Linked DNA regions of Mus musculus: all the other regions are linked to region 1. Evidence: chromatin contacts called from public promoter capture Hi-C data. All regions are on one chromosome and are shown on one strand. Each heading gives the region's core, a stretch centred on a gene start, on an enhancer-like site or on the middle of the called end of the contact. The rest is flanking DNA. Distances are from core to core; before and after follow the strand shown.

Region 1 (4,015 bases), core at 653-3,152:
AGTCTAAGATGTTCATGGACAAGAAGTTGTTTTCTTTTATATTTTAACTTTACCATCATCGTCATCGGCATGAGGTTAAAGGGATGACAGCCTTCAGGGGTTAGCTCTCTCTTTCCATCCTGTGTGTTCCAGGCTCAAGCACAGCAGCAAGGGCTTTTACCCTCTGAGCCATCTCAATACCCTGTCCTTCCTTCCACTGTTGCTATTCTTGGTTGTTGTTTTTTTTAAGATTTATTTATTTATTATATGTAAGTACACTGTAGTTGTCTTCAGACACTCCAGAAGAGGGCATCAGATTTCATTAGATTTGAACTCGGGACCTTCGGAAGAGTAGTCAGCGCTCTTAACCACTGACCTATCTCGCCAGCCCTAACAAAGAGTATTTGTTTTGGTTTGGGTTTTTTGTTTTGTTTTGTTTTTCGAGACAGGGTTTCTCTGTATAGCCCTGGCTGTCCTGGAACTCACTTTGTAGACCAGGCTGGCCTCGAACTCAGAAATCTGCCTGCCTCTGCCTCCCGAGTGCTGGGATTAAAGGCATGTGCCACCAAGCCTGGCACTATTCTTGTTTTTAATGTAACTACATTTAACTTGTTTATTTAGTATGTGTGTGTGTGTATGTGGTGCATGCCATGGCACATTTGTGGAGGCTTTGGGGAGTTCATTCTCCTACCATGTAGGTCCAGAAGATCAAACTCAGGTCTTCAGGCTTGTCAAGGTTGGATAGACCAAGGGCTAGACACCATTTACACTATACATATCCTCCGCGGGGCGGTGGGGGTTCTTGGTCTGCATAGGTCTGCATACTGGGGCAGTAATGATGTGGTTCAGTGTAAGAACGTTCCCCTAGAAGCCGGACAGTAGTGGCACATGCACAAAGTCCTGGAGTTAATACCTAGTACTACGAAACAAAAAGACATTATAAATAATGACAAAAATCAGGTATGGTGATTCATGCTAATTCCAGCATTTAGGCATTGTAGGCTGCTTTTCATTGCCAGCATCTTTTTTTGTTTGTTTGTTTGTTTGTTTGAGACAGTTTCACACAGCCCACTCTGGCCTCAAACATGCTGCTTAGCTAAGGTTGGCTTTGAAATTATTCTCTTTTCTTCATCTACAGGGAGCTAGGATTATAGGCATGATCTACCATACCCCGCTTCTCTTGTGTTCTGTTTTGTTTTGTTTTTCTAGAAAGGGTTTCCCTGTGTAATCTTGGCTATTCTGGAACTCAGGCTGTAGACCAGACTGACTTCGAAGTCAAATTTGCCTCTCTCTAGTGGTAGGATTAAAGGCTCGAGTCACCACCGTATGACTTCCCCCGTGTTCCTAATAGGAAAAAAAAAAAAAAAAAAGTTTCACGGACAGGAACCATTCGTCTTGTTTATTCCACTATCCCAATCTAGCACTATGTCTAGCACTAGCATGTGACTATTTTTAATTGGTGTCTTCGAAATATTGTATACATTTCAAAGAGAAAGCAATCATCAAGAAACCAGGATTTGAACCCCTGTCTGTAGAATCACAAGGCCCTCACTGAAACATTATACATAAGTTTCCTAGTCTTACATAAAGGCAGAAGTTCGACCTGGTAGCGGGAGGGTAAGGCCAGAAGCCATAAAACCTTCCCATCAGCTGGGCGTGGTGGCGCACGCCTTTAATCCCAGCACTCGGGAGGCAGAGGCAAGCGGATTTCTGAGTTCGAGGCCAGCCTGGTTTACAGAGTGAGTTCCAGGACAGCAAGAGCTAGAAAAACAAAACAAAACAAACAAACGAAAAAACCAAACAACCAACCAACCAACCAAAAACCCTTCCCATCAGTCTCAGAGCTCGGGAGCCCGGCCACGCGCCGGAAGTCGGAGACCAAGACTACATATCCCACATTGCTCTGCGGTGCGTCGCACTGGTGACGTTGTAGGGAGGCTGGCGCGCGGGATTTAAACTGCAGCGGTTTAGGCGTTGTTAACACAGCGCAGTATTAGCAGAGTCGTGGTTTCCAAGCTTCTTTCATTTGTGTTGCCTGTTGTTGTTCCTGAGTCCATGGAGTCGCTTCACGCACGCCTGTTTCCTGGTCTCTCCATCAACATTCAACGCAGCAATGGTGAGGGCAGGGTCTTGAGGCCAAGGGGACGACCCAAGAGCGGTGAGACTGCCAAGATGGTTATCTGAATCTCCGTGTGGCAAAGCTTTGGGATACTTTCCCTTATTCCACACTGAGGGGGTCCATGTCACTACACTGGCAGTCGGTGTCCCCTACACAGGAGGAAAACGCTACTTTGGTTGTGGGTCCCTTGCCTGCTTTCTGAGTGTGGGCGGAGCACGTCTGCGGTTATTGGTGCGCCTAGCTAGGTTATAGCGATTGGATGCATTTCCTCTGAACCTGTTTTGCTTTGTTGGACCCGCGGCTTCCTCGGCCTCCTGAGTGCTGGGATTAAAGGTCATGCACTACCACGCCCGGCTTTTTTTTTTTTTTTTTTTTTTTTTTGGCGTTTGTTTTGGTTTTTCAAGGAAGGGTTTCTCTGTGTAGTCCTGGAACTCCTGTAGACCAGGCCTCGAACTCACAAATCCCCTGCCTCTGCCTCCCAAGGGCTGGGATTAAAGGCGTTGCACCACCACTGCCCGGCTCAACCATCTGTCTTTATTAAGCAATTTCTACAGGTCTAATAACGGGTCATTCATGGACTAGCCAACCACTGCCAAAAATGGACCAGGGAACTCCAGCGGTCCAGCTCTTTACTGATGTGTTCAGGAATAGCTCCTCCAAGGAATGTAGTAACTTACTTGCTCAAATGAATCTTCATTCTGTTGGAGCGGTGATGCAATTTTATCCTATGGAGCTGGGGTTTAAGGCCCATTCCCTGTTCACTTCCACTGTGGAATGGTCTAAGGGTGAACCCCACTAGAATTACTAACTAGCATTTGTGTTTTGTTTTATTTTTTGAGACAGTTTCTCTGTAACAGGGCCTTGGACCTGGACTTGCTTTGTAGATCAGGCTGACCTCGAACTCACAGAGATCCACCTACTGTACTTTGCAAGTGCTAGGATTAAAGGCATGCACCATCACAGGCCTAGTTCTTTGGTGTTTTGTTTGTTTGTTGCTTTTTAAATTTATTATTTTATTTTATGTTCATTGGTGTTTTGTGAAATCCTCTGGAAGTGGAATTACACTTTGACAACAGGGTTTCTCTGTGTAGCCCTGTCTGTCCTGGAACTCACGTTGTAGACCAGGCTGTCCTCACTCACAGAACTCCTCAGGCCTCTATCCCTGATGTATTGGGATTAAAGGCAAGGGCCACCACTGCCTGGCTGTTTGTATTTTTTAAAAGAGAATTAAATTTTCCCTTCCGGAGCCGGGCATGGTGGCTCATGCCTTTAATCCCAGCACTCGGGAGGCAGAGGCAGGCGGATTTCTGAGTTCGAGGCCAGCCTGGTCTACAAAGTAAGTTTCAGGACAGCCAGGGCTATACAGAGAAACCCTGTCTTGAAAAACAAAACAAAGCCGGGCGTGGTGGCGCACGCCTTTAATCTCAGCACTCGGGAGGCAGAGGCAGGCGGATTTCTGAGTTCGAGGCCAGCCTGGTCTACAAAGTGAGCTCCAGGACAGCCAGGGCTACACAGAGAAACCCTGTCTCGAAAAAACAAACAAACAAACAAACAAAAAAAAACAAAAACAAAACAAAACAAATTTCCCTTCCGAGGTAAATGTAAATTTGAAGTCTTTAGGATCCTAAAAGCAAAGTGGAGAATAAAAACTTAAGTTTGGCCAGGCAGTGGTGGCGCAGTCAAAAAAAAAAAAAGAACACCTTAAAAAAAACTTAAGTTCTTAGGAGACACATGGATAACTTCTGACCTTCTCATACATAGGCTTAATTCACCCCGCCAATATAAGCACAGTGAACGTGGAGAAATCCTGTGTTTCGGTGGAATGGATCGAAGGAGGTACCACAAAAGGCAAAGAGGTAGGTCCTCTGAGGATGCTTGTGTGGCATCTCCCATGATCCTGTGCAGAGCATCTGTGTG
Region 2 (4,015 bases), core at 994-3,493, 1.0 Mb before region 1:
CTGGAATTAAAGGCATTGCACCATCAGGTCCACCCAAAATAGATATAATTTTAAGAATTAGAAAAAATGAATATTATCAATTAAAATATTGGGAGTGCCAGGAATCGGGAGGCAGAGGCAGGTGTCTCTCTGGGATCTTGGTAAGTTTGAGAGGCTACCCTGATCTACAGAGGAAGTTCTAGGACAACCAGAGCTACACAGAAAACCCTTACCTTGAAAAATCTATCGATCTATCGATCTATCTATCATAATATATGATCAATATAAATATCACACATATACACACGATAGTTAATGTCCCTTCTCCTTCTCTTCTTCCTTCTTTTGGAGTTGGGGTTTTATGTTGTCCATGCTGGCTTGGAATTTGCTATGTAGCCCAGGATGTCCTTGAACAACTTTTTTTGTTTTGTTTTGAGACAAGTTCTAAAATGTACCCCTGGCTGTCCTGAAACTCCTTATGTAGACCAGGGTGGCCTCAAGCTCACAGAGATCCACCTGTCTCTGTCTCCCAAGATCTGTAATTAAAGACGTGCCACCATGCCCAGCTATGAACTTCTGATTTTCTTGCCTCTACCCCTCAAGGGCTAAGATTGGTAGGCTTGTGCCATGATGCCCACATATCTATCTCTGTATCTCTCCCTCTTATATATAGAGACAGGGTTTCTCTGTATAGCCCTGGCTGTCCTGGAACTCACTTTGTAGACCAGGCTGGCCTCAAACTCAGAAATCTGCCTGCCTCTGCCTCCTGAGTGCTGGGATTAAAGGCGTGCACCACCATGCCCGGCTGCATCTCTCCCTCTTAAGAAAGAGTCTTACTATGTAACTCTGGTTATCCTGGAACTACCTATTCCAGGCTGGCCTCTCATTTTTTTTAAAGCACCCTTTTCATCAGATATGTGCCTAGATATTTAACCCATAGCATTCTATGAAGTATCTCCTTTTAGTTAACATTGGTAAACTCTTGCCATCCATCTCAACTCTCCTGAATTTGTTCCCCTTGAAAAATCCAGGCATGGACGAGAAGTTGTTTAAAAACTTTTTTTTTTTTTTTTTTTTGGTATTTTTTGAGACCGGGTTTCTCTGTATAGCTCTGGCTGTCCTGGAACTCACTTTGTAGACCAGGCTGGCCTCAAACTCAGAAATCTGCCTGCCTCTGCCTCCCAAGTGCTAGGATTAAAGGCATGTGCCACCACCGCCCAGCTTACTTTTTTTTTTTTTAACCTATTTATTTAGTGTGTTTGTGGCGGCGGTGACACTGCAATCCACTAAAGTCAGAGGACATCTTGTGAACTTGTATTGATTCTCTCCTTCAACAGCTTACCTCAGATCATAAGACTTGTGCCTTTCCTCTCAGTCATCTCTCTGTACCGAAGGGTTGGTTTTGAAAGCAGTTCAAACACAATACAACTCTTCTTCCCGGTGCTATCGGGAATTTTGCTCATGTTTTATGCCCTAGTGAGTTCTCCTCCTTATTTGACTTATAAGGGTGTTAACCTCTCTTTCTTCATCGTCCTTGACAATCTGGGAACTCCTTAAGGCTGCTCACAGCCTCTCAGGAACTGCTCCTAATGACTTCTAGGGATCCTGTTCGGCCCCCTGAAGTGCCTTTAATGATTCTTAGAATCACCCTGTTCGCTCCAAGAGCTGCTAATGACCCCAAATTTTCGCTCAAGGGGAGCCGCTTTTAAAAAGCCTCAGGGATATCTTCCTTCAGGATCTGTCCTAATGACCCCCCAGGGCTCCTTCTCCTGGAGCAGATCTTTACCTAACCCGCCTTGCCAGCAGGCGAGGGGCTTCTTAGAGAAGAGAGTCAAACTGAGAGTACTGGGCAAACTTGGACATGCTGGTCACGTTCTCTGAACTCCTTGACTTTAGAAACTTTCCCGGAGGTCTTCCATCGCCTTTATATCTTAGGCAAAGGAGTTACTCCAAGAAAATTAGGCTTATCCTTTCGCTAGAAACATCCTATAACCACCTGCTCGCCCTTCCCCATAACCGGCTAGCCCATTTCAGGGTATTCGCTTCTTTCTACCCAGCTTAACTATGGAGATCTGAGTCAGCCTCTGATAGGCTAACTCTGGATCCAGCCCTGATGCTCAGTGGCCCCAGTCCCCGGAGGCTCAGCGTTTTCTCCTGGCAACAGCTCGAGACGACGCTCATAGGCTAAGCGGACTCGTAGTTCCAGACGCCGAGTCGGTGTAGTGAGTGTTCATTGGTTAGCTGAGGACCTAAAGCCATTCTTGGGTTGGTTGACTATGGGCTCTGTGAGGCTGCGCAGAGTCAGACTTTAAAGGAGGCGGAGCTCTGTCTTTCGCCCTCAAGAAAGACAGTGGGATCGGCGAGTGGCGACAACAGCAATCGGGCCTGAGCCCTGCTAGGGCTTTAGGCTCCAGGTGAGAGCCATCGGGTTTTGGATTCCCCAAGGGGTTGATGCTGCCAAAACCCTTGGCCGTGAGCTCCAGTGGGGGAGGGTGGTGAGGTGGGTCTTTCTGTGCTCTGTGATCGACATGGGGTTTGAGCAATAGAGAAAGGAGCTTCTAAAATAAGTTTTGCGATTGGTTCTTTCCAATCTCTAGTGGCCAATGGGCGTCGGGAGAGGGGGGCGGGCCCACTGGGCCTTATTTTCTTCTTCCTGCGGCCGGGCCTCCCTCGCCTAGGCGGTGGGGCCGGGAGGGGCAGTGTCTGTAAGTGGTGTGTGGGGACACTGGGAACCGGGCTGCCTTTGGAGGGATGCCGCGGGGGTGGCTGCGGGGGCGGAGAGTGCGGGAGTTTCAGGTCACTGTTAGCAACAGCTGCCTTTATGGAGTGCTTACCGGGCCTAGCGTTTAGGGCTCGCTTGCATCATCTAAGTTAATCATACGATCCATCAAGGCAGGGGTTTGGGGTCCCCATTTTGCAGGTGGAGAAACTGAGACTCATCCAGTCCATTCACACAGCCAAGGTGTTAAAAAGTGACAGAGATCAGACCGGTATTCAGAGTTTTCACTCTAGAGCCGAAGGTTTAGCTCCCGGTACTCTTTGCTTTGTTGCTGAAGGCGGACGGGAAGGTGCCCCAGACCAGATTTCCCCAAGGGAATAGATCGCGGGAATGGAACCCTAGAGTTAAAGTAATGGGATGATCCGCTAAAGTGAGCAGAGGATATGAGTTATTCAGCAGTTACTGAGTGCCTACTTTGTGGCGAGCATTGTTCTAGCTTCTGGACACACAAAGATAAACAGAGCTAGAGGCAGATGAAGCAACATTGTGACCACCTTTGAAGCCCAGGGGAGGAGCCCCAGTCTGATATTTATGATACCTTTTTGTAAAAATTTCAAAAGTAGAATATATTGAAAATTTCCTTTTAAAAGGAAAAGTCTCCTAAATTGAATAGGCTTCAAGTTCCTCCACACTTTCAGAGAAGTCTTAGTTCATGTAAGTATTAGAGCTGAGGTAGCAGAAAGTGGTAGAAGATGCTTTAGAGGGGGCACTTTGGATACATTTCCTGGTATGTAAAGCAGGGATAACAGTATATCTTTTATGCAAAGTTAATGAAAAATGCCTAGCCAGAAATCCCTCCCTTGGAGTGGAATGGAAACCCAAGAGTTACCATGACAGGGTTTCTGTTTAATGCCCTGGAGTTTGCCTCCATGCTGCTTCCCAAAACCCATGCTAGGTTGTGGGCAGGTTGTAGGCAGCTTTCTCCTGTATAGTGAGTAGGACTGCCAGTGGCTTTGAGGAAACAGAACTCCTGGGCTGTGAGTGAGGAGGTCCAGTGAAGGACATACCAGTTTTGCTTCTAAACTGGCTCCTTTTTAGCATGCATTGTCTTTTTCTGGTTGTGGCGATTGTGGCGATCTGTTGTATTACCAACACTGGGTTTAGGCTCTGCCCACTTACTTGAGGACCTCATCCAAAAATGTCTATGTATTTTCTCCCGGCAGTTGGGGAGTGTGCCCTGTATTGCCAGCTCATTGCCTGCTTTCAGTGCAGTTGAGCCATCGGAGTTCATTGAGTACTGCTGAAACCATTTTGATT
Region 3 (4,015 bases), core at 670-3,169, 950 kb before region 1:
CACGGAGGTGGGTGCTGTGGCCCGTTGAGCATCCAGGGCATTGTGGCTCTCTGTACCTCCTTTTGCTTTCCTGGAGGAGTTAACGGGAAGGATTGGACTACGGTCTTCTCAAGAGAGGTTTCACTTAAACCCCTTTTGATGTCATCAGCATCCTGATATACAGATCACTTCCTGCATCAGGATTCCATCCTTGTGGAACCAGGAGAGTATGCTGTAGGTGCTTGAATAGCAAGAGACCCTTGATCTCCCCATGGATTGCAGAAGCTGCCCTCTGCAGTGCTTGTCGTTGCTGATTGCTTCCCTGGAGGAAGACCCAGTCTTTGACAAGAAGAGGTGATCCTGAGCTGGTGCGAGGCTCCTTTCTGCACAGCCTCCGTATTCCAGCTGGCCTGAGCTTTGTGCCCCGGTGCTAGATGATGTGCTCGGTACCCCTGTAGCCTGGGAGCTGCTACTTAGTATTGGCTCTGGGGAAAGAGAGAAGAGTTTCACAGATGTTTTTTCACAGCTAAATCCTTGGAGCCAAGGAAAGAAGGTTGCCCCTCTGTTCTTCACTCGGGGATTTTCAGGGGAAAATGGCTGGGGCTGAGCGTTCGTGGAAGAGAGGAAAACTTAACTTCCTCAGGCACCCGTAGTTCCTCCCCATGAGTCTCATTACCTCAGCCTTGCTAAAGGACCGGATAATCTCGTGCCTGGTGTAATCCCAGCTCTATGGGAGTTGAGGATTGAATTCAAGCCTTTGAATGTTTGAGGCAAACGTACTACTGCCAAGCTATACCCGACAGCCCTCTCTACTTTTTTGTCCCTAAGAAGAGCCCACTGTGGGATGGAGAGATAGTTTAGCCCTTAAGAATACTTTTCTGGGGAACCCAGGTTCAGTTGTCACTGTCCACTTGGTGGCTTGCAACTGTCTGTAACTCTAGTTCCAGGGGCTATGAGGCCTTCTGGGATACACAGGCACTGGGACATACATTCATGCAGACACTAAAACAAAAACAAAATAAACCAAAACAAAACCCAAAGATACTGAGACCCACAAAGTTGTTGAATGTTTAATCCTGCTTCAGTTTAGAGAGTAGTTAAGTACGTACCACCACTACCATGATTAGTTAAGTCAACCATTCAAAAATATTTTTGGCCTATTATAAGAAAATTCCCAGTTCATAAAAAGCTATGGGACTTTCCCAAGTCTCATAAAACTGGCCTGTGGTTTTGTTTTTGTTTTTTTTTTTTTTTCTGGTGCTGGGGATGGCCTGGGGCTTTAAACTTGCTCAACTTCAAAGTTGGGTCTGCCTTAGGCACTTCCTGGCCAGTGTAGTCTAGTCTGGGTTCATGACCCACCACAGCCAAAGACTGCACTTCAGCTTTTTGCCAAAGCAGAAACTTATGTCTTGTATACCTTGTATAAGATTGGCATCTGAGAGTGCCAAGTTATGTCCCCACCTCCTCTTTGGGAAAATTCTGTATTAAATTCTGCCTTAGGATAATGCACTCCGCTGCAGAATGAGGGCGCGACCTCCTGAACTGGGTATGTGGGGTGGCTTTGTGGCCTATCTGCGACCTTTCTTCGAGGTCACGCCTGAACTTAGCAGGCCTCTTACCCTCACGGGATTGGATAGGGCTTCAGAAGGCGTTCTAGAGGTTACCACCAGCGTCAGGGGCTGACAGCAGAGTGGTGAAGTAGGGACAGAAGACTTCCTCTGGGAAGCAGAGGAAACCTGACCGCAGCCGGGCAGCCCCACGCACCGCAGCTCCACGCAGCGCTCCTCCCAAGCCCCAGCTATAGCCCGGGGATGGGGAGGGGATGGATTCGGCCTCTGGCTTCCATTGGGTCTCCGGGGTCCGGGCCCGCCCAACCCTGCGGCGAAGCCTCGCATTGGCCTGCCTGGCGCCCCGCCCGGTTCCGGTGCTCCCATTGGCTGCTGATGCCCGACCCCCGGCGCGGCCGCCGAGGCGGACCGCAGGATTGGTGGTCCCGCCGCTGCGTCCCCACCATGGCGGCGCCCGTGCAGCTTGCCGCGTCCTGGGCTCCCTCTGGGGTCCCCTCGGCTGTCCCCGCTATTCGCGCTGCAATTGCCTCCGCGCTCTGCGTGCGCCCTGGCGCCACCCGCCCCCGGCCTCCCTCTCTGCTGCGGTAAGGCCTGCCCTGCGTCCCCGAAGCAGCTCTCGGCCGCCGCGCCCCTCCCCCGGCCAGACCGGCCCGAGCCGCGCTGGGGACCAAAGCCCGGGCCCGGGTGGGGGCCAGGCCTGCCAGAGGGCCGCGCGAGCCGGGCCGAGCGCGCCGAGGTCACCTGTGTGCAGTGTCCCAGGCGCGCGAGTCTGAGCGCAAAGGAGGGTCACGGTCACCCGGGACCCGCTGTGGGACAAGCGCAAGAAAGTCCGGGGAAAGCCTAGCGGGAGTCACCAAGAGTAGCGGTTGTCATCTCTGCCTTCCCCGGGGCCAGATCCTCCTCGGAGCGACCGGGTCAGTTTATCAAAGTACGTCTTCTCGCTACCCTTTCTTCTGGAGTGCTTCCTCATTGTCTTCTCAGTGGTCTTGTTTGCGAGAGAAAAGCTTAGTGAGGACGGTAGATTTGGTTAGGCGGATGTCCCACAGATGTGTTTAGACTCCTTTTTACAGTAGCACCCATTTTTATGATTCCTCAATAAATTTAATTTTTGTCTGTTTCTCTAGAGTACGGGGAGGTGGTAAAACTGAGTCACTGTAATTAACCTAGGGAGTGACCGATGAAGGGAGCCGGCTGCTATCCCAGAAAGCAAAGAGTGCTTAACACATTTCTCTGAGGTCCTTTGAATTATTAGCACTATAGATAATGGGCTGAGAAGGAAGGAAAAGCCACGAGTTAGAGTTAGGTTCCTGACATGTAGCACAGTAGACATCATGACAATTCCACTTGTGTCCCTAAACTTTCAATTAAAGACTCAGAGGAATTGGATCCCGGGGTAGTAGGTGCACACCTGTAATAGCACTCAGAAGCTGAAGCAGGAGGATTGCTTCAGAGGCCAGCCTGGGCTACATAGAATAATAAAACCGTGTCAACAAGAGCCACATAGCAAGACCCAGTCTCAAAAGACTGAAGAAAGGAAAAGAAGAAAGATTGGAGGATTAAAAATTGGAGTAAAACCTTATGACCAGATGGGAGTTTCATATAGTCTCCTAAAATAACAGACATTTTGAAATATAAAGTGGTGTTGGTTGCTCCATTTCGCTAATCTGATGTCTGTGTCTCCTAACAAGTTATTAATGATGAAGCAAAGCAAGTGTGTTCCTAGAGACTAGTGAGCTTGCTCACACAGTCAAGCGCCTACTGAATCCGTGTTATGTTTTGTGCAAGGTGTAGACTTGAGGGGAACTTGGACAATTAAATTATGGAGATTGTTCTCTGGACCTCTGTAGGATGTGGAAGTGAAGCACACACAGATGAGAAACTCAGGGTGTGGCCTCTAGAATTCCAAGAGGAGACGGGAGTGTGTTTAAGGAAGATTTCATGGCGGAACTGAAGTTTTTTGAGTTGAGCCACAAAGAGTGGAAAGGCTACCTGGAGAGGAAGTGAGCCAGTGAAAATCCAGGATGCGGAAGATGGCAGAGGAGGACTCGATGCTGTGTGTGGTTCCAGGGCTTTCTTAGCAGCAGAAGAAAGGGAGATGAGGTTGTACAAAAGACAAGTTGGGGGCTGGGGATGTAGTTCAGTTGGTAGGGTCCTTGTCTAGCATGCAAGGAGCCCTATGTGATCCTCTGCACCTTGTAAAACCAGGCATGGCGTCACAGGAGGATACCAAACCCTATGTTCGTTCCAAAGGCCGGAAGTTTGAGCGTGCCAGAGGCCGAAGGGCCAGCTGAGGCTACAAAAACTAACCCTGGATCTTACTCTTAATAAAAAAAGCTTTGAATGTTGGAAAAAAAAAAAGAAGAAGTTCAAGGTCATCTCTAACTACACTGTGAGCTTGAGGCTAGCCTAGTGACCCTGTTGTAAACAAAAGCAATCCAATGGTGGGTTAGAGAAACACCTTTGTCCTA
Region 4 (4,015 bases), core at 944-3,443, 730 kb before region 1:
AGGCTTTCACCACTAGCAGCTTCGTCCCTGAACCTCTGCTTGCTAGCTGAGCCCTCTGCTGCTCTTCTCTGCGCACGACTTGGCTGGCCAAAGATCTCTGAGGATAGCATCTGGTATGCAGACTGGCTGGCCATGCTTGAGTTCCTGTCCTGGCTTCTCCAGAGATGGACTATAATATGGGATTGTAAGATGAATAAACCCTTTCCTGCCAAATTTGGTCATGGTGTTTTGTTACACCAATAGAAACCCTAAAACGGTTGTGAACCACCTTGTGAGTGCTGGGAATTGAACCCAGGTCTCTGGAAGAGCAGCTGGTGCTTTTTTTTTTTTTTTTTTTTTCCGAGACAGGGTTTCTCTGTGTAGCCCTGGCTGTCCTGGACTTCACTCTGTAGACCAGGCTGGCCTCAAACTCACAGGGATCCAATTGGCTTCTTTAAAACGCTTAAAACATTTTCTTTTTTTCCTTTTGGACAACGATTTGCTGACTCATTGTGATGGATGGACTTCCTCTAGCAGCCAAGTGAGTCCTTCTCCTTCCCAGGCTTTGAGGATTCGTCAAGATCTTGTCAAGTTTCTTCGACCTTCTCTGGCCTCAGCAGCTACTTCCAGAGCCAGCTTCCTCCCTTAGAGCACAAGTGTCACCTGGTGTGGTGGGACACATGTAAAGCCCTGTATAGTGACTCCAGCTCTTGTCTTAATCTGTTTCCTCCCCAGGTTTACAAAATTGCTGCTCCTCCTGACGGTATGCCAGCCCTTCTTATTCTTACCCAACTTTGCTACTGCTAGAAGGCTGTGTTGGGAAGAGTTTAGTCAATAAGGAGAGAGAAGCCATATAGTAAGCCCAAATTGAGCTTAATATAATTTATCTAAAAAAAAAAAGTTTTAGGCTGGGCATGGTGGTACATAACTTTAATTCTAGCACTTTGGAAGCAGACACAAGTGGGTTTCGGTGAGCTGGAAGCCAGCCTGGTCTACAGAGTTTCAAGATAGCCAGGGCCTCACAGAGAAACCCTGTCTTGGAAAAAAAGAAAAGAAAAGAAAAAGAAAGATCCTTCTGTTTGAAATCATTTCCTTTCCTGCTGACAGGAGTCAAGGAAAGAAAAAGTTGAGCATGGAGAGGAAGTGCCTGCTGGGAGCAGGGCTTGCCTTCCTCCAACCTCAATTTCCCCATTTTAGCTGAAGACAATGAATAAAAATACCCACTCAAGCCCGGGCTACATAGTGAGATCCCCGCTTGAAAACAAAGAAGGTGGAGGATGTGGTTCAGTTGACAGGGTGCGCGGGAGGCACAGCACTTCAGACACCCATCTTGGTGGCACACTCCTGTAATCCCGGGAGTGCTGGGATTAAAGAGGTACACTCCCCACCCCAAGGCAAGAGACTCCATCTCAAAACAAACCAACCCGCCACAGCAGAATAGAGAGAGAACAAAACCTAAGGTAAAGCCATGAGCTATTCTTACTTGAAACATAATGAAAACCTTAACGATTTCCCTTCTCCTCCTCGTTTCACACACACATACACGCGCGCGCGCAGAATAATATGATTTCCCGGTTGCTCCCGAGCAGATCCACAGTGCTTTTTTTTTTTTTTTTAATTGTGGGGCACCAAGTAACTCCTATCTTTCCTCTTCTTTAGCGGGTGCTGATGGTCACCAACACAACCAGTTCCCTGTGCCTGAGCGCCGACCAAACGTGACCCTCTCCCCTCCATTCTTGGCTTCCAACTCCACCCAAAGGCCCCATGAATCACGTCTTCGCAAGAGTTGCACTCCTAGGCAATGTGACTGAGCAAGATGGTCCTCTGCCCTAAGCCGAGAATAGGATAGGGTTCCATAGGACCCCCAACCCACGTGCTCCAAGCCTCCCTCCTCAGGAGCCACCTTCCGGTCCGACGAAAACTACATTTCCCAGGGTGCATAGAGGCGGGTCCTTGCTTCAGGCAGGGGCCCCTGGCGGTGTGCCGTTCCGTCGCCTGTTCGGGGGCGCGCGAGCTAGCACGAGGACAGGGCCAAAGACCCGGAATGAGTTTCCGCGTAGTTCCGCCGTGCCGTGTCTCGATGTGCTTGGCCGTGCCGGGCCAGGACAAGCGTGGGTGGGGGCCTAAGTTGGTGGTACTGGCGACAGGCGCTCGGGACAGCCCGAGTCTTGCTGAGGTCCCCGCCCCGTCCCGGCCGGGCCGGCCTGTCTGTCAGTCACTGGGGCGGAGGCAGCGACCGTAGCGGGGCCAACGCCGGGAGGCGAACAGATCGCGGGCCAGGCGAACGGAGGGGACCTATCTCAGTCCCCCAACTCTACCGACTCTGCCCCAGACTCACGAAACTGCAATCCCGTGCTTCCTTGGACGTCTCCGTATCTCGCGAAGGGCTCTCTCCCGGGTGATCTCCCAGCCCCCCTGACCTCATAGCATCTAGAAGCTCGTCCAGACTGGGGTGTTATGGGTACAGGCCGTTGATTCTGTGACCCCTCACGGGCCAGGGCCTCTGTTTCCCCTATAGGCCTCCCTCCCCTATGACTTTTGATTCAAGGGACAGAGCTGTGACCTCCCACTAGGACCCTTGTCTGGGAGTACCTCACGGACGCCTCCCTTCTGGGAGCCGCCTTAGCGGGTCCCTTTCCGAAGAGCACATCTTTTGACCTCTGCAACCCACTCCCCCTCCAAACGAGGTGGGCAGGCCTCGGCAGCCATGCCCGCCCTGGGCATCCCCTCATCCCACCACCTCCCGGGTACTCAAGCCGGGGTCTAGCAGGGGGCCGACAGCCAAAGGGCTGGGGCAAGAAAGAGATCAGGGTCCACCTCCCTGCCAGGCAGGGAGCAAAGATGGAGCGGCGGGAGGAGCAGCTGGGGGCTGCAGGGGCTGGAGCAGCACCAGCCTTGGACTTCACTGTGGAGAACGTGGAGAAGGTATGAGGGCCTTGGGGTGGGCACTCCAGTGACAGAGCAGAAGTTCTGGGGACTGACACTAATGCCAAAGCTCAGACGCGGGCTCAGTGCCCGCTGGGATGATGCCCCCAGAGCACCTGGTATTTACCATCTCTCTTGGGCAGCCGGCTTGGACAGCAGTGTTGCAGTGCCTAATGGGCTATTTTGGGCTTTCTGTAGACACAGGTCCCCTTTCGGATAGATACTCTAGGATCTTAGGTTGTTCCCTGTAGGGTGCTGAAGGGTTTAGACTTATAACCAAATCGGCTCCTGCCCAGATCCAGGAGAAAAGCAGGCGGAGTTCTGGAGGGAACCAGAAACTCACAAGACCTGCCACTCAGCCACCCCCACCCCCACGTTAGAAACCACACGGATGCTGAATGATCCTGGACCCGACTCACTTTTTTTCAGTCAAAGGCTCACAAAGATATCTGGAGCTAAACCCGTCTGAGTTATATGTTCATTTATCTTCAGAAAGGGTCTTTTCCTTATTGGATGGAAGTCAAACCGGTCCTGGACAGGCAGGAGTGTGCCTGGCTCTCTTGTTTTGTGCTGGGTCCAAGGGGCTTGGCTCTGCTGGCAACTTTACAGGGCCCTTCCTTCCTTACCTGCCCACATGGCTTTCTGCCATGGCCTCCTTCCAGACTTCTCCATTGCCCAGGCCATCTTTTTCTATTCTATTCTTCTCCCAGCAGCCTGGAATGCAGGAATGCACCCGCCCCACCCCCAATACTCCCAAGGATGATCCGAGAGGTAGGGGTATCCTACTGGATAGCAAGGGGCAGTCATAGAAAAACATTTGTTGTTCTTGAGGCTTGTTTACCTAACAAATGTTGAGAACACATATCTTCTTGTTCGGTCTCTTGTCTCCTTTTGCTTCCTTGAGTGGCTGGCTGTACAAGGGACAGTAGCCATAACTGGCTTTCAGGGGGCGGGAGGGTACAGATTTGGTTAATCCTAGTTGGATGGAGTCCATTTAGGGAACCTGGCTGGCCCTTGGGGCTGGACAGTGTTGGCATGGTGGCACATGGTTGGTTTCATGTGCTGCCAGGGAGATGAGCCATTGTTTTCTCTCTGCATGAAGTCCCAATGG
Region 5 (4,015 bases), core at 993-3,492, 710 kb before region 1:
TGTCTCAAAAAACAAAACAAAGAATGGAGGGGACACCTAGCTCTCAGGGAGGGTGTTACCATCCAAGCTGCCTAGCCTGGAACCAAATACTGCCTGTTCTTGCTCCCAGGGTGAGAGGCTACAGTACAGCAGCATCAGCAGCCCATATATACTCCTGTTAGATTCATGCATACATTTAATCAGCAACCTAATCTGAGTACTAGGTCCCTGGTTCTAAGCCAAACAAAGGCTGGCCCCATCGTAGCTAATGTACTCAGTAGAGAATGGGTTCAGAATGGCTGTGTGGAGAAAGTTGCATTTCTGTTGAGAATATGTGCCTTCAGGATCCACCTGGGGTATGGGAAGAAATGGTGTGGAGATTAGATTTCCAGGATGGATGTGTGGTATGGTATTTTATTTTTATTTATGTTCATTTATATTGAGTACATTTCAAGGGGTCAGAGAGCTGGGCTGCAGCCAGTGTACCACCTGCACCTTGATAAGGTGTTTTAGAACACCACTTGCACGTGGTCAGGAGGGCTGTAGAAAGTAAGGTGGAGTGAGAGGAACTGGAAGGCCTTTCATCCCTTAAAGGAGGAATAAGGGTTACCTAACGTTGCCTGTGTACCCCTAGCTCTCCCTCTTAGCACCTTTAAGGCAGATCAGATCAGTCCGTCAGGACCACGGACAGCGCACGGCAGCCGGACTTCTTCCTTTATTTTCTCAGCTGTAGTTCTGTCTGCCCTGCCCTTCTGGTTACCCATCAGTAAGATCAGAAGAACGGGCTGAGTTCGCCCCACTCCCATCCATGACATCTGAATCCACTTGCTGGATGGGGTAACTGCATCCCATCCTCTGATCTTCCCCAGCTTTTGTACTGATTCTGCCTTTCATTCTTTTCCATCCAGTGTCTTCCTCAGCCAGCTAGTAGCATCAGTGTCTTCCACTTCATTATTTATCCCGCTCCTCAGTCCCAATTAAAAAAAAATGTGTATGTGTGTATGGCTGAGTTTATATCTGCGCACCACCTGAGTGTAGTTGCCTGCAGGTATTAGAAAAGGGACAAAAAAAAAAAAAAAAAAAAAAAAAAAGCTGGGCGTAGTGGCGCACGCCTTTAATCCCAGCACTTGGGAGGCAGAGACAGGCGGATTTCTGAGTTTGAGGCCAGCCTGGTCTACAAAGTGACTTCCAGGATAGCCAGGGCTATACAGAGAAACCCTGTCTCGAAAAAAAAACAAAACAAAAAAAAAGGAAAGGGACCTCCTAGAACTGGAGTTGCACATAGTTATAAGCCACCATGTGGGTGGTGGTAACTGAACCCACTGCAAGCACAGCAAGTGCTCTTAGCCACTGAAACATTTCTCCAGCCCCGTTAGTCCCATTCCCACAGTCCTGATTTCTCAGCTCTCCTGGAGGATGCAGAGATGCGCCACATGTTTTCAGTCCTTTTTCCCTACGGCATCACGTGAAGAGAGTCTTCCTCTCCCATCCCTCCTTATGATAAGAAGTCGTGTGGGAGAATGTGGGATGTAGCTCAGCCAGAGAGTCGTTGCTTTCCATGCACGAGGCCCCAGGTTCAGTCCCAAGGAGGTGGGGCGAGAGAATAAATTCGGGCTCTAAAGCCCAGTTTCTAGAACCAGCAGACATGGTTTTGTTTTTCTTATCTATATGGGATAATTCTTGCTTCTAATGATGAACTGGTGAACTTAGCAAGGGTCAGTGTTTGGTTGACAGACCGTGAGGACAACAGGTTGTGGGACAATTCTCTAGCAGGCAAAGTAAAGGACATAGAGACATTTTACGATGTCTGGCAGTAAGTACCTGCTCACAAATATTCAAACCCAAGCTGTGGGCACTGAGTTGGAAATTATGCAGTACTGGGAGATCCAGCTCGGTCACACAGCAAGACCCTGTTTCAGATTCTGGGGGCTGTGAAGATGGCTTGGTGGATTAGGGAGCTTGCAGCCAACCCTGAAGAACTGAGCTGTATAAGGACCCTTGCTCTCACTGTATGTATATACGTGCACACGCGCGCGCGTTTAAATATGATCAGCAGATAGCGCCTGCTCACACTGAATTAGTGACTTAGAAATTAGAGGGCACCGGCAGGCTGGCCTTAGGGTATCCGGGAAGAAGCTTTAGCCAGTGGAACCACAACACCCACAAGGCTTTGCGGCACTTCCGATTGGTCCTGAGTGAGAGGCTAGTGATTGGTTCTCTGTGGGAAGTCCTTGAACCCGGAAGTAATCTCCGTAGGTCCATGTGTAGTGGAGAGCCGGGAATTTGGAAGCGTACGGTTTGGATCCTAGGACCCGAGGACAGGTTGGTCCGGATCCACAAACAGAGCTGCTGTGACCTCGAGGACTTTTGAGGGTGCAGCTGCATCTCACCCCACCCAAGCTGCGCCCAATGGAGTCTACGTTCAGCAGCCCTGCGGAGGCAGCCCTGCAACGGGAGGCGGGCGTTCCAGGACAGTTCACTCCTCCTGAAGACCTGGACCGCGTGTATGAGCTGGAGCGAGTTACGAAATTTGTCTGCGATTTAGGTTGTCAGCGGGTGAGGTCTGGTTCAGAGAAGGGGGCGCGAAAAGGGGGCGCGGGGCGCGGGCTCTCCTCTGGGTATGGGTTGCGGAGATTGGGACTTTGGGTCGGGATCCGCCCGTATCGCACGGATTACCCACAACTCTGTGGGGCTGGCTGCCTCCTTAGAAGTAGGGGCTTGGGATGTTTAGTGGGTTTTTTTGTTTGTTTGTTTGTTTTTTTGTTTGTTTTTTGTTTTTTTGCAGAGGCTGTTGGTGGAGGAGTGAGGTTGTCGCTGACTTGTGGCTTGTATTTACAGGTGACTTTGCAGTTCCCTGACCAGTTACTAGGAGATGCGGGAGCGGTGGCTGCCCGGCTGGAGGAAGTCACAGGAGCTAAGATGTTCATTTTAGGGGACACAGCTTATGGCAGGTATGGGGTTTCCCAGCCCACAGTGTCTGCCTCCAGTGACCGTGTTTGCACGATGAGAAGCTCCTGATGCCAGCTTCCCTCAGTCACAGTGAATTCCTAGCTTGGTGCCATTTTCTCCACTGGCCACATTTCCCATTGATGACAACTCTTCTCTCCAGGTAGGGAACACCTCTCACCAATGCTCTCTCCCCTGCAGCTGCTGTGTGGATGTGCTGGGCGCCGAGCAGGCTGGAGCTCAAGCCCTTGTGCACTTCGGTCCTGCCTGCTTAAGCCCCCCAGCCTCGCAGCTGCCCATCACCTTTGTCCTTGGTCAGCGACCCGTTGCTTTAGAGCTCTGTGCAAAGGCCTTTGAAGCCCAGAACCCAGATCCGACAGCCCCGGTGGTACTGCTGAGTGAGCCAGCTTGTGCCCATGCCCTAGGTGAGAAATTATACCTGTGAGGGAAAGAAGGGTGGGTCCACAGCTTCATGCCTTAATTCCTCCTATTTAAGCACACTTACCTAGAGCTCTTGGCCTCAGTTGGCCTGGCTTGTCCTTTAGGGTCACATTGAGGCATCTGGGGATGAGACATCTCTTACTTTGCCAGACTTCAACTCTGATGCACCTCTTTCAGAGCCTTTGGCCATGCTCCTGCTCCCAAAGTACCAAGATCTGCTCATCTCCCGCCCAGCTCTTCCCCTGCCAGTGGGATCCCCGAGCTCACAGCCTGAGTCCCTGGAGCGTTTTGGGCGCTGCTTCCCCCTGAATCCAGGGAGACGTCTGGAAGAATATGGTGCCTTCTATGTAGGGGCTTCTCAAGCAAGCTCGGACTCCAGCCTTGATCCCGACCTGAGCAGACTGCTCTTGGGTTGGACACCAGGGCGGCCCTTCTTTTCCTGTTGTCCAGATACAGGACAGACACAAGACCAGGGTGCCAAGGCTGGGAGACTAAGAGCACGAAGACTGTATCTCATAGAGAGGGCCAGAGATGCCCGTGTGGTTGGGCTGCTGGCAGGCACATTAGGTGTGGCTCGACACCGTGAGGCACTGGCACACTTGCGGAAACTGACGGAAGCTGCTGGAAAACGTAGCTATGTGTTAGCCGT
Region 6 (4,015 bases), core at 777-3,276, 690 kb before region 1:
AGGGTTAGAGGGAAGATGATATGTCTCTCAGGGGACAGAGACTGCCCTGGGGGTACATGTGGGATGCCTCAAATACTACAGACGAGCCAGCAAGAGAGTCCAGTGAGTAGAGGCGCTCACAGGGAAGCCTGGAGTCCCCAGAACCCATGCAAAGGTAGAAGGAAAGGCCCAGCTTCACCCTTTTGACCTCCACTCATGTCCCCCATAATAAAAACAAACGTACGTACGTACGTACATACATGCATACATACATACATGCATACATACATACAGTGGGGGGAGGAGGTCTGAATGGAGAGACCTGTGAGGGAGAGGTTGTTGTTAAGCTTTCTGACTGAAGGGGCTGCGGTCTTTATTTTGAGAGCAAATATAAGAGCAATGGGCTTCTGGCGAGTTGTCCCTGAAGGGAGAGGATGGCCCGGGCCTTTGCCATAGAGATTCAGGATTGAGCAGAGACTGTTAGCCTTGATCTGAACTCGTCTCCTTTTCTAGGTTTAATAAGATTCAAAACACAAAGATGAGCATGAAGTGGGACGGCATTGGATCCGTGCGGTACCGAGTCTTGGAAGTGTCTCGGCAACCGCTCTTCACCAACATCACAGTGGACATTGGACAGCCCATGTCGTGGCTCACTCAAGGCTGACACTAACGGACCAAGGCCCTCCATGCTTTTCTAGTATGGAAGGCTGCCTGCCAGAGGCCTGACCTCCAGCCTGGCTGACAGCTGCTCTAAGGGTTGTCCCCAAGACTGTGACTGTGAGCTGTTTTCTGAGTCTAATAGACAGCTGCACCTAGAAGTTCCAGCATTCACTTTGAGGGGCGTTTGGGCAAGCCCCACTTATGGCCCTCTCTGGGGTCAACCCCTCTTCCTGTCCTACTTTTCCCAGCCCAAACCTCCTCACTTTTAGGGTTGGGCCAGCCCCTGCACTGCCTCGCGGAGTGGCCTGGGCTAGGTCACTCCACCTCTCTGTGCCTCAATTTCCCCACTCCCCTCGAGTCCCCTAGGGCCTGAAAAGGTGGGAGGTTTGACTAGGGGGCAGTGTCTCTTCCAGGGGGGAATTCCTCAGATCTGGAGACCCCTCATGCTTCCAGGGGAGGGGAAACCTTTTTCATTCAACATTGTAGGGGGCAAGCTTTGGTGAGCCACCTACTGAGGAGCACCCCCAGGAGGGGACCAGAAGGGGTGCTGTGTTGTTTCCTGGGACCATGGGGTTGACCTTTGCATGAGGGACAGGTGGGGCCTGGATCAGTCAATGGATCTGGCCTCCCTCCCTTAGAGAGGAGGCAGGAGCCCCAGGGCCTGCTCTGTTTATATGTTGCACAGAAACTTGTGTGGGTGCTTTAGTAAAAAACGTTAACGGAGCAGCCCCCTTGTCTGTCTGTGAACGGGATCTGGATTCCCGAAGCTAGTTTGTGTTGTGGGAGGTGACCTGGCTAGGGTCTTCTAGTAACTTAATAAATTTCCTAGCCCTGCCACTTCCACTGTTACAGGGAGAAAGTTTTATCTTGACACTGCTTTCAAACTAGTAGGGATAAGGAAATAGCGGACCAGTGGGGCCAGATTTCTCAGCTCTTCTCCCTCAGAGGCAGAAAGGTGCCCTGGGATAAGCACAGGGTGCTTAGCCACTGCGGGCAGGGGCAGGGCCTCTTTCGAGGGCTGATCCCAGGGCACGGATGGTTTCCCAGGTGACCGACTCTTAGGAGGGGAGGGGCTAAGGGCCGATTCCCACAGCCAGGCTTCCCCCAGAAGAGGCAAGGACCCCACACCCTGAAGGGTCTGCTCATAGTAGGCCACCAAAAGACAGCACAATTCTGGTGTGGGGACTTTGGCAGAAAGGGGCGGGGTATCGATGTCAGCCGGAAGGGCTTGGTGGGCGTGGCTCTGGTCCAGAGCAACCATCGGTCTCCCAGGAAATCTAGCACTCTGACCTCCGGGCCTGTAGATCTGATCAGGAGGCCGCGACCCATGCAGGCCATGCCCGGGGACTCCCCAGCACTGTGGGAGCTGGTGGAGGAGCATGTTCCACTCCCGGAGCGGCCTGAAGTGAAGAGGATTCTGGGGGAGGCAGCAGTGGACCTGAGTCTGGAGTTGCGAGAGGAGGTGGGAGTCCGGTGGGTGGGGGTGGGCCACATTCCTAGTGATCACAACTCTAGTGATTTCCTACCACCACCAGGTCCCTAACCCTATTTGGTGATACCGCCCCCCCCCCCCCCAACACCTTGTTCTCACTGCCTGCCCTTGCTCTCTGTTTAGCTCCTCCCATCCCTTGGCAACCCTCAACCAACACACATTAAACCCGTCCCCTCTGCCCCAGTGGCAAGGTACCCCAGCTCTCCTTACAGGTGGCGATGCTAAAGGCGCTGCTCCAAGAGATCCAGTCTTCTCAAGTTTCCAACTCTGACCCTCCCTCCCTACTGGCACCACCCCCCCTCTTGAGGGACCTCATTCGCCAAGAACTCCGACAGTTACTCCAAGGCCTCCGCCTTAAGGCTATCAGTGAGGGCAGGTGGGATTCTCAGCCATGGCCTCCTTGCCGGGACACCAGATGGGCTGCCCCTGATAAAGAGCCAGGGTGACCTTTCCTGGTGTTTCCTGAAAGGAGGTCCTCAGGTCCCTTCATGCACATGCTTTCAGGGACCAGACCCAGATGTGGGCCCAGTATAGTCCCAGGGTCCTTCGCTTTGCCTTAGAGGATACCAGGTGTGACTCAACACAACAGGAACTCCCGATGAGAGCTGATGAGCCCAGGTAAAAACAGAAGACTCTGCCCAACTGGGGCTGGACACTGTTATAGCCACTTGTGATAGGGCTCGGCACATAAAGGCTGAAGTCCTTAAGGGGACACCTGCCCAGCCTGGCGGAAGGGAGTAGTTTTCCAAGCAGATAAAATGGAGAGTTTTGTAGGCAGGGGCTGGAGGGAGAACAGGAGGCCATGTCCAGTGAACAGTTATTTTCAGGCCTAGCAGATGAGACCAAAGGCTTGGGCTGGAGGTACAGGAAGAGCTGGGAGGAGGTGACAAATGACATGCTCAGCTGGGGACAGAGAGGGATTAATGTCCTCATGTGCACAAGTATACTGTGCCAGTTTCTTATTCAAATCCTCCCACAATCCTATAAGCTGAGCATTGTCCCCAGCTTTTCAGGTGACAGAATGAACACTCAAAAGGACAATTTCCCTGAGGTCACACAGTGAAGGTGGCAGAACTACCAGGTGCAAGCCAGGGCTCTGGGGCTATTGTTTGCACTGTTAGGTGGCCTGCCTGAGAAAAACAAAAGGCTCTAGAAGTGGCATTTGTTCCCTGAAGGGCTGGAATGAACAACACAGAGAGGGTGATGGTAACCTCACCTGTCAGCACCTGTCCCAGGGACCTCACTGTCATCAAGGACCAACTGAATGTGTCTAATATTGACCAAGTTGTCAGACACCTGAGGTGAGGCTTCAGGGCACCTGAGTGTATAGATTGGGGGCAAGAAGACAGGAGTGGAAATTAAGGGGCTGGGACTGCCAGAAAGGGGTAGTGTGCCAGGTTGGTAGACTCTGTGTGTGTGTGTGTGTGTGTTGGGCAGTTAGTGGGACTGCTACAAAACTAGCAAGTAGCCAATTACAGGAACCAAGAGGGGTCAGGGCCCTAGGATTTCAGCCTGGCACAAGGGGAGCCAAGGGAGGGTTATAAGCAGGCTGTAATATGGGGCTATTGGATGAGCCACAGGTCCAGTGCCAGGGTAGAAAAGGTAGTGCTTGTGGGGGTGCAAGACTGAAGTAACTGGGAACAGTGGGGGCTGGAAGGCAGCACCCCAAGGGCAATGTGCCTGAGGATGGAGGAGCTGTCTTGGCTCTGGAGGTTCTGGAGGGTGGGGCCATGCAGTGGGTTCAGCTGGGTAGGTCCTGCCTCACTGGCTCTGGCTGTTTGTGCTCCTGTCTAGAAGCCTTCTGGAGGAAGAGTGTCACATGTTGCAGAACGAGATCTCTGACCTGCAGGTGAGCACAGCCCTTGGCCTTCCCCAGCTTCTCTG
Region 7 (4,015 bases), core at 750-3,249, 650 kb before region 1:
TCTGTCTGGAGAGGTCTGCCAGGGCAGACGTGTGGTTCTTCTATATCCTGAGAACTATACTACTGTAGTCCCGCTGAACATAAGGAGGAAGGGAGCGTTTTCTCTGAAGTCTTTGAAACACTTGGGCACGCTCAATGTTCTCCGCTAGTCCCTAACCAATCCTATCACCCGCTCTCTAACCTTTTGCCTCTCTGGAGATGTCTTTATCTTAGGTGTTCTTTTTGCCCATTCCTTGCCCTCTATCCTTTATCTTTCTAACAGTCATAGCCTCAGACTTGCTTCATTTAAAAAATAGAACAGAAACCAGTCAGTGGTGGCACACACCTTTAGACCCAGCTCTTGGGAGGCAGAGGCAGGCAGATCTCTGAATTCAAGGCCAGCCTGGTGTATAGAGCAAGTTTCAGGATAGCCAGGGCTACGCAGAGAAATTCTGTCTCAAAATACAAAACCAAAAAACAAGAAAAAAAGGAAAAAAAGTAGAACAGGCTTTGTGAGGGAGCTATCATAGAGTGCTAGGTGGGTACGCGGCTCCTTTAAGAGTGACTAGCGAGGGGCGTGGCCTATGGAAAACAGACCCGAGAGGGGGTGCGGCCCCTTTAAGTAGCTGCCCGGCCGGACTTGAAGGCCCGGGACGGGCTGGCAGTGTGGGGCGCGGTCACTTTTGGAGTCATGGCACCGCCCGGAGTGCCCACTTCCTCGAAACGAGACCGGTTCGCTTTAATCAGTGTGCAAGGTGTGTTGGGGGGCGGGCGTTACATCAGCCACCACGTGTGCGCCTCTCAGCTGGCGTGGAGGATGCCGCCCCGCCCCCCGCGGTGGAAAAGTACCCGGGTGCCGAGGTCTCCGCCCCCTTGCCCCGCCCCCGCCCGTCCTCGGCCCCTCCCGGGTCTGCGGGCAAGCCCCCTCCCGGCTCGCTGGCCTCAGCTCCGGCCCGTGTGTGGCTGCCTGCTGCGGGGTACAGGCTGGGAGCAGGCGCTCGGGAGCTGCGGGAAACCAGGCCTCACCTGTGGCCGCCCGCACTCGCCGCAAGCATGCCCAGAAGGAAGGCTAGAGTGAAGGCTCGAGTGGCAGGGCGTGGATTTTTTCCCCCCAGAGTAGCAGTCCCCCAAAACCACTCTCCGCCCCGCAATCCCTTCTCAACGCTGCAGCCACGCGAGCCGCGGACAAAAGAGAACCGGAGGGCGCTGGGGTTCTTCCTCGCTGCTTCCCAGGAACCGCGGGCGCGCGGGAACCGGCACCCGGCGGGCGAGTGGGCGGGCAGATTAGGAAGGCCGCCGGCTGCGGCGCCCAGATAGATAGCCAGCACGGCTGGGAGAGGAGGTGGGGCGAGAGGCTGCACGCGGGGCACAGACCCCGCTGCCGGCTCCCGGCCGCGGCAGACCCACTGGCGCCCCAGAAAGACCGAAGACGCTCTTCGGTTCCGGCGCTGCGCGCACAGCCCCGTACCAACCACCTCCGACCGAGCCGGCGTCGGCACGCAACGCACCCCCTCCATTCCGAAATCACCCTCCCTCCCGTCTGCTTTAGTTCCTTGGTGACAACGATGACACACAGACACACGCACCTACCCAGACCTTCGCGGCGAGACAGACATCCCAGTGCGAGCACTCACACTCTTAGCCACAGATACCCGCAAGCAAACGCTATCTCATCCACGCACCACACACACATCCATACACATCCTGGGGCTCAGCCTCCCAGAGTCACAGAAACGCCCAGAACGACGGCTGGACAGACCTAGGCTCGGGCCGCAAAGCCCCCTTCCCCCAGCTCTCTTACCATACTGCTGCCCCCGGCCCAGGCGTGCTGGGTCCGCACCGCGGTGCGCCCAGGTGGCTTTCTTAAAGGGAAAGTTGCATCAGCCTCCCGAGGCTCTCTGCAGCCGCCAGTCCTCCCGCCCCGCCGCGTTGCCTGCCGCTCCTCCAGAGCTTGTTGTGTTTTGGTTTCGGGGAGGCGGGGGCTAAGAGTTTGGTGAAAGTTTGGAGAGTGAAGAAGGCTTGAGAAACCTAGCCAAGTCCCTCCCCTCCCTGAGCGGCTCCCCTGGCCGCCCTCCCCCGCCCTGGTCCCATCTCCTCCCTCCCGCGTGCCGACTACTCAGACTCCTCCTACCAGGGAATAAGATTACAAGTGGCTCTAGTTTTCTGATGATTGATCCTCACGAACCCCTGGGAGTGGGGCTCGGCAAAGGAGTCCCCTTCTCCTTCGCCTCTCTGCCCTTCAGTTGGGACACTTGGAGGAAGCAGATGTCCTCCCCTTCGGGCTAGGCTTGGAACGAAGCCAAAAGGCCTGGGGCGCTTTGGGGGGCTGGGGCTGCAGTTAGCCCGCCAGGCCCCTGGCCTTCTGCGCCTGCGTTCCCCCTAGAGAGACGTCAAGAGCAAATTCCGTTCCCTTTGCAGTAGCGCCGCTAGAGACTGTGGGCACAGCTGAGTAAAGCCTGGGGCCCACTCCTTGGAATTGCAAGGCTGGGGAGCCCTTTCTCCCCGAATTCTCCACCACTGATTTGATCAGCCCTACCTGGTTAGTTGTGCCACAGAGCCTACCTACTTCAGGTGCCTGGATTGCAGTATCTGCCAAAAGATGCTTTGTTGAGCCTCAGTTTCCTCCTCTGCAAAATGGAGAGAATGACTTAAGGAAATGCATACCCACGTGAAACTCATTGCTCCAGATTGGCAGTGGTGCCTAGCAAATGGAACAGGCTGCCACATTTGCTTACCTTGAGCAAGCTGCCAACCCTCTATCAAACCAGACAATACTGATTGCCAGAGGACTGCTGTTGCTTCGCAGGTGCTCTGCAAAAGGCCCTGGTCTGGAGAGGCAGGCTCCGGATTCCACTCTGTGCCCCGAGTTCTCACCATTTTCCGGCCAGGAAACTTGCTTGTTTATTGACATCCAGTCTCCAAAGAGCAGGCGCATCCATGTCAAAGCCGCGCACAAGATCAACTGGTGTGAGAAGCCACCTTATTAATTTATAATCACTGAAAAAGACAGCAGCCAGCACACTCCCTTCAGTTGGGCCTCTCTCTACCCCACGGCTCAACCACAGCCCTTTCCCAGAACTACCTTCTTATATACTGCTTTCTGCTGTCATGGAACTCACAATCTGTTCATTCTCGAGATTTGGTCAGATCTAGGAAGGCACTTATGTCCCTTTTGAGTTTGCCCGTGAACACAGCAGTTATAAGCCTGCTTGGGGTTTATAGTCTCCCACGAACTAATTACCAGAGTTTTGTATAGAGTAGAGAGGGGACACACACGCAGATCTACCTAAGCAATCTGTTGTGCCTGTGGGCTTTTTTTTTGGGGGGGGGGATTTGAGACAGGGTTTCTCTGTATAGTCCCGGTGGCTGTCCCGGAACTAACTTTGTAGACCAGGCTGGCCTTGCACTCAGAAATCCGCCTGCCTCTGCCTCCAAGGGCTGGGATTAAAGGCGTGCACCACCACCACCTGTGGCCTTTAACTTTGCTTATGTAGAAGTTTCTGGGAGTCTAACTGTGGGTCCTGCAGCAGGCTGTGTAGTTGTGTGTGTGCTCAAGTCCTGGATCTGACCAGATAGTATCTAAACACTTCTCATCTTCCCTACCAGGACTTGGGTTCCTCTACAAGTTGTTTATGGTCTCTCATAGCCTGCCTCCTCTTTAGATTATCCAAAATGGCTCCTTCCCAAGACAGATGGACAGGAGGCTCTTGGGAGAAGCTGCCAGGTAAAGGGAAGGTTGGGGCTGAGGGAGGGGCTTCCATCTAACTTATAGGGATGCGATGGACCTAAAAGGCATTAGGATGGTTCTAAGAAAATGTTTAAAACTTTATTTTGAATTTTGAAGTTTTCTTTCTTTATTCTCTTTACATCCAGATTTCAGCCCCTCCTGCTGGTACCCCCTCACACACAGCCCTTCTCCGCTCCCTGAATTCTTTTCTTTCTTTTTTTCTTTCTTTTTTCCTGGAGTCAGCATCTCACTATGTAGTTCTGGCTGACATTGTTCTCACTATATAGACTAAGCTGACCTCCAACTCAGT

Evidence for each region. Promoter capture Hi-C pulls out the DNA fragments that hold promoters and counts their contacts. Capture Hi-C pulls out chosen DNA fragments and counts their contacts.
Region 2: a contact with region 1 is called in a promoter capture Hi-C map of adipose tissue. The contact joins the promoter of Kdm4a here to the promoter of Kif2c in region 1. A contact is called at or near these places in 1 of 39 promoter capture datasets (pre-B cells), 1 of 484 Hi-C or Micro-C datasets (embryonic stem cells), 2 of 115 datasets of contacts at active chromatin or transcription factors (embryonic stem cells and stem cell-derived neural progenitor cells) and 1 of 9 other capture datasets (adipose tissue).
Region 3: a contact with region 1 is called in a promoter capture Hi-C map of pre-B cells, with 2.9 times the contacts expected there. The contact joins the promoter of St3gal3 here to the promoter of Kif2c in region 1. A contact is called at or near these places in 3 of 39 promoter capture datasets (the C10 cell line, hippocampal neurons and pre-B cells).
Region 4: a promoter capture Hi-C map of pre-B cells shows a contact between it and region 1, with 2.2 times the contacts expected there. The contact joins the promoter of Ipo13 here to the promoter of Kif2c in region 1. A contact is called at or near these places in 2 of 39 promoter capture datasets (the HPC-7 cell line, HPC-7-derived erythroid cells and pre-B cells), 2 of 115 datasets of contacts at active chromatin or transcription factors (embryonic stem cells and memory CD8 T cells) and 2 of 9 other capture datasets (adipose tissue and liver).
Region 5: a contact with region 1 is called in a promoter capture Hi-C map of pre-B cells, with 3 times the contacts expected there. The contact joins the promoter of Dph2 here to the promoter of Kif2c in region 1. A contact is called at or near these places in 5 of 39 promoter capture datasets (the C10 cell line, HPC-7-derived erythroid cells, liver and 2 more) and 6 of 115 datasets of contacts at active chromatin or transcription factors (astrocytes, bone marrow-derived macrophages, cardiomyocytes and 3 more).
Region 6: a promoter capture Hi-C map of liver shows a contact between it and region 1, with 2.6 times the contacts expected there. The contact joins the promoter of Ccdc24 here to the promoter of Kif2c in region 1. A contact is called at or near these places in 2 of 39 promoter capture datasets (liver and stem cell-derived epiblast-like cells), 3 of 115 datasets of contacts at active chromatin or transcription factors (astrocytes, cardiomyocytes and craniofacial prominence) and 1 of 9 other capture datasets (pancreatic islet).
Region 7: a promoter capture Hi-C map of pre-B cells shows a contact between it and region 1, with 2.2 times the contacts expected there. The contact joins the promoter of Slc6a9 here to the promoter of Kif2c in region 1. A contact is called at or near these places in 2 of 39 promoter capture datasets (liver and pre-B cells).

Annotation. Positions count from the first base shown.
Region 1 is chr4:117,180,511-117,184,525 of GRCm38.p6, reverse strand. Kif2c (kinesin family member 2C) reads left to right here and starts at 1,902. Exons shown (of 20, transcript NM_134471.4): 1 at 1,902-2,095; 2 at 3,860-3,954. The coding sequence starts at 2,035.
Region 2 is chr4:118,178,271-118,182,285 of GRCm38.p6, reverse strand. Kdm4a (lysine (K)-specific demethylase 4A) reads left to right here and starts at 2,243. Exons shown (of 22, transcript NM_001161823.1): 1 at 2,243-2,393.
Region 3 is chr4:118,132,850-118,136,864 of GRCm38.p6, reverse strand. It overlaps St3gal3 (ST3 beta-galactoside alpha-2,3-sialyltransferase 3), which reads left to right and starts at 1,919. Exons shown (of 12, transcript NM_009176.5): 1 at 1,919-2,475.
Region 4 is chr4:117,913,177-117,917,191 of GRCm38.p6, reverse strand. It overlaps Ipo13 (importin 13), which reads left to right and starts at 2,193. Exons shown (of 20, transcript NM_146152.3): 1 at 2,193-2,904. The coding sequence starts at 2,821.
Region 5 is chr4:117,890,230-117,894,244 of GRCm38.p6, reverse strand. Dph2 (DPH2 homolog) reads left to right here and starts at 2,242. Exons shown (of 6, transcript NM_026344.3): 1 at 2,242-2,535; 2 at 2,818-2,930; 3 at 3,127-3,350; 4 at 3,544-4,015. The coding sequence starts at 2,389. It also overlaps a transcript of Ipo13 not described here.
Region 6 is chr4:117,870,481-117,874,495 of GRCm38.p6, reverse strand. It overlaps Ccdc24 (coiled-coil domain containing 24), which reads left to right and starts at 2,026. Exons shown (of 8, transcript NM_001034876.1): 1 at 2,026-2,101; 2 at 2,316-2,507; 3 at 2,636-2,749; 4 at 3,307-3,432; 5 at 3,926-3,980. The coding sequence starts at 2,350. It overlaps B4galt2 (UDP-Gal:betaGlcNAc beta 1,4- galactosyltransferase, polypeptide 2), which reads left to right. Exons shown (of 8, transcript NM_017377.5): 8 at 493-1,496. The coding sequence ends at 643.
Region 7 is chr4:117,833,242-117,837,256 of GRCm38.p6, reverse strand. Slc6a9 (solute carrier family 6 (neurotransmitter transporter, glycine), member 9) reads right to left here and starts at 1,999. Exons shown (of 14, transcript NM_008135.4): 1 at 1,780-1,999.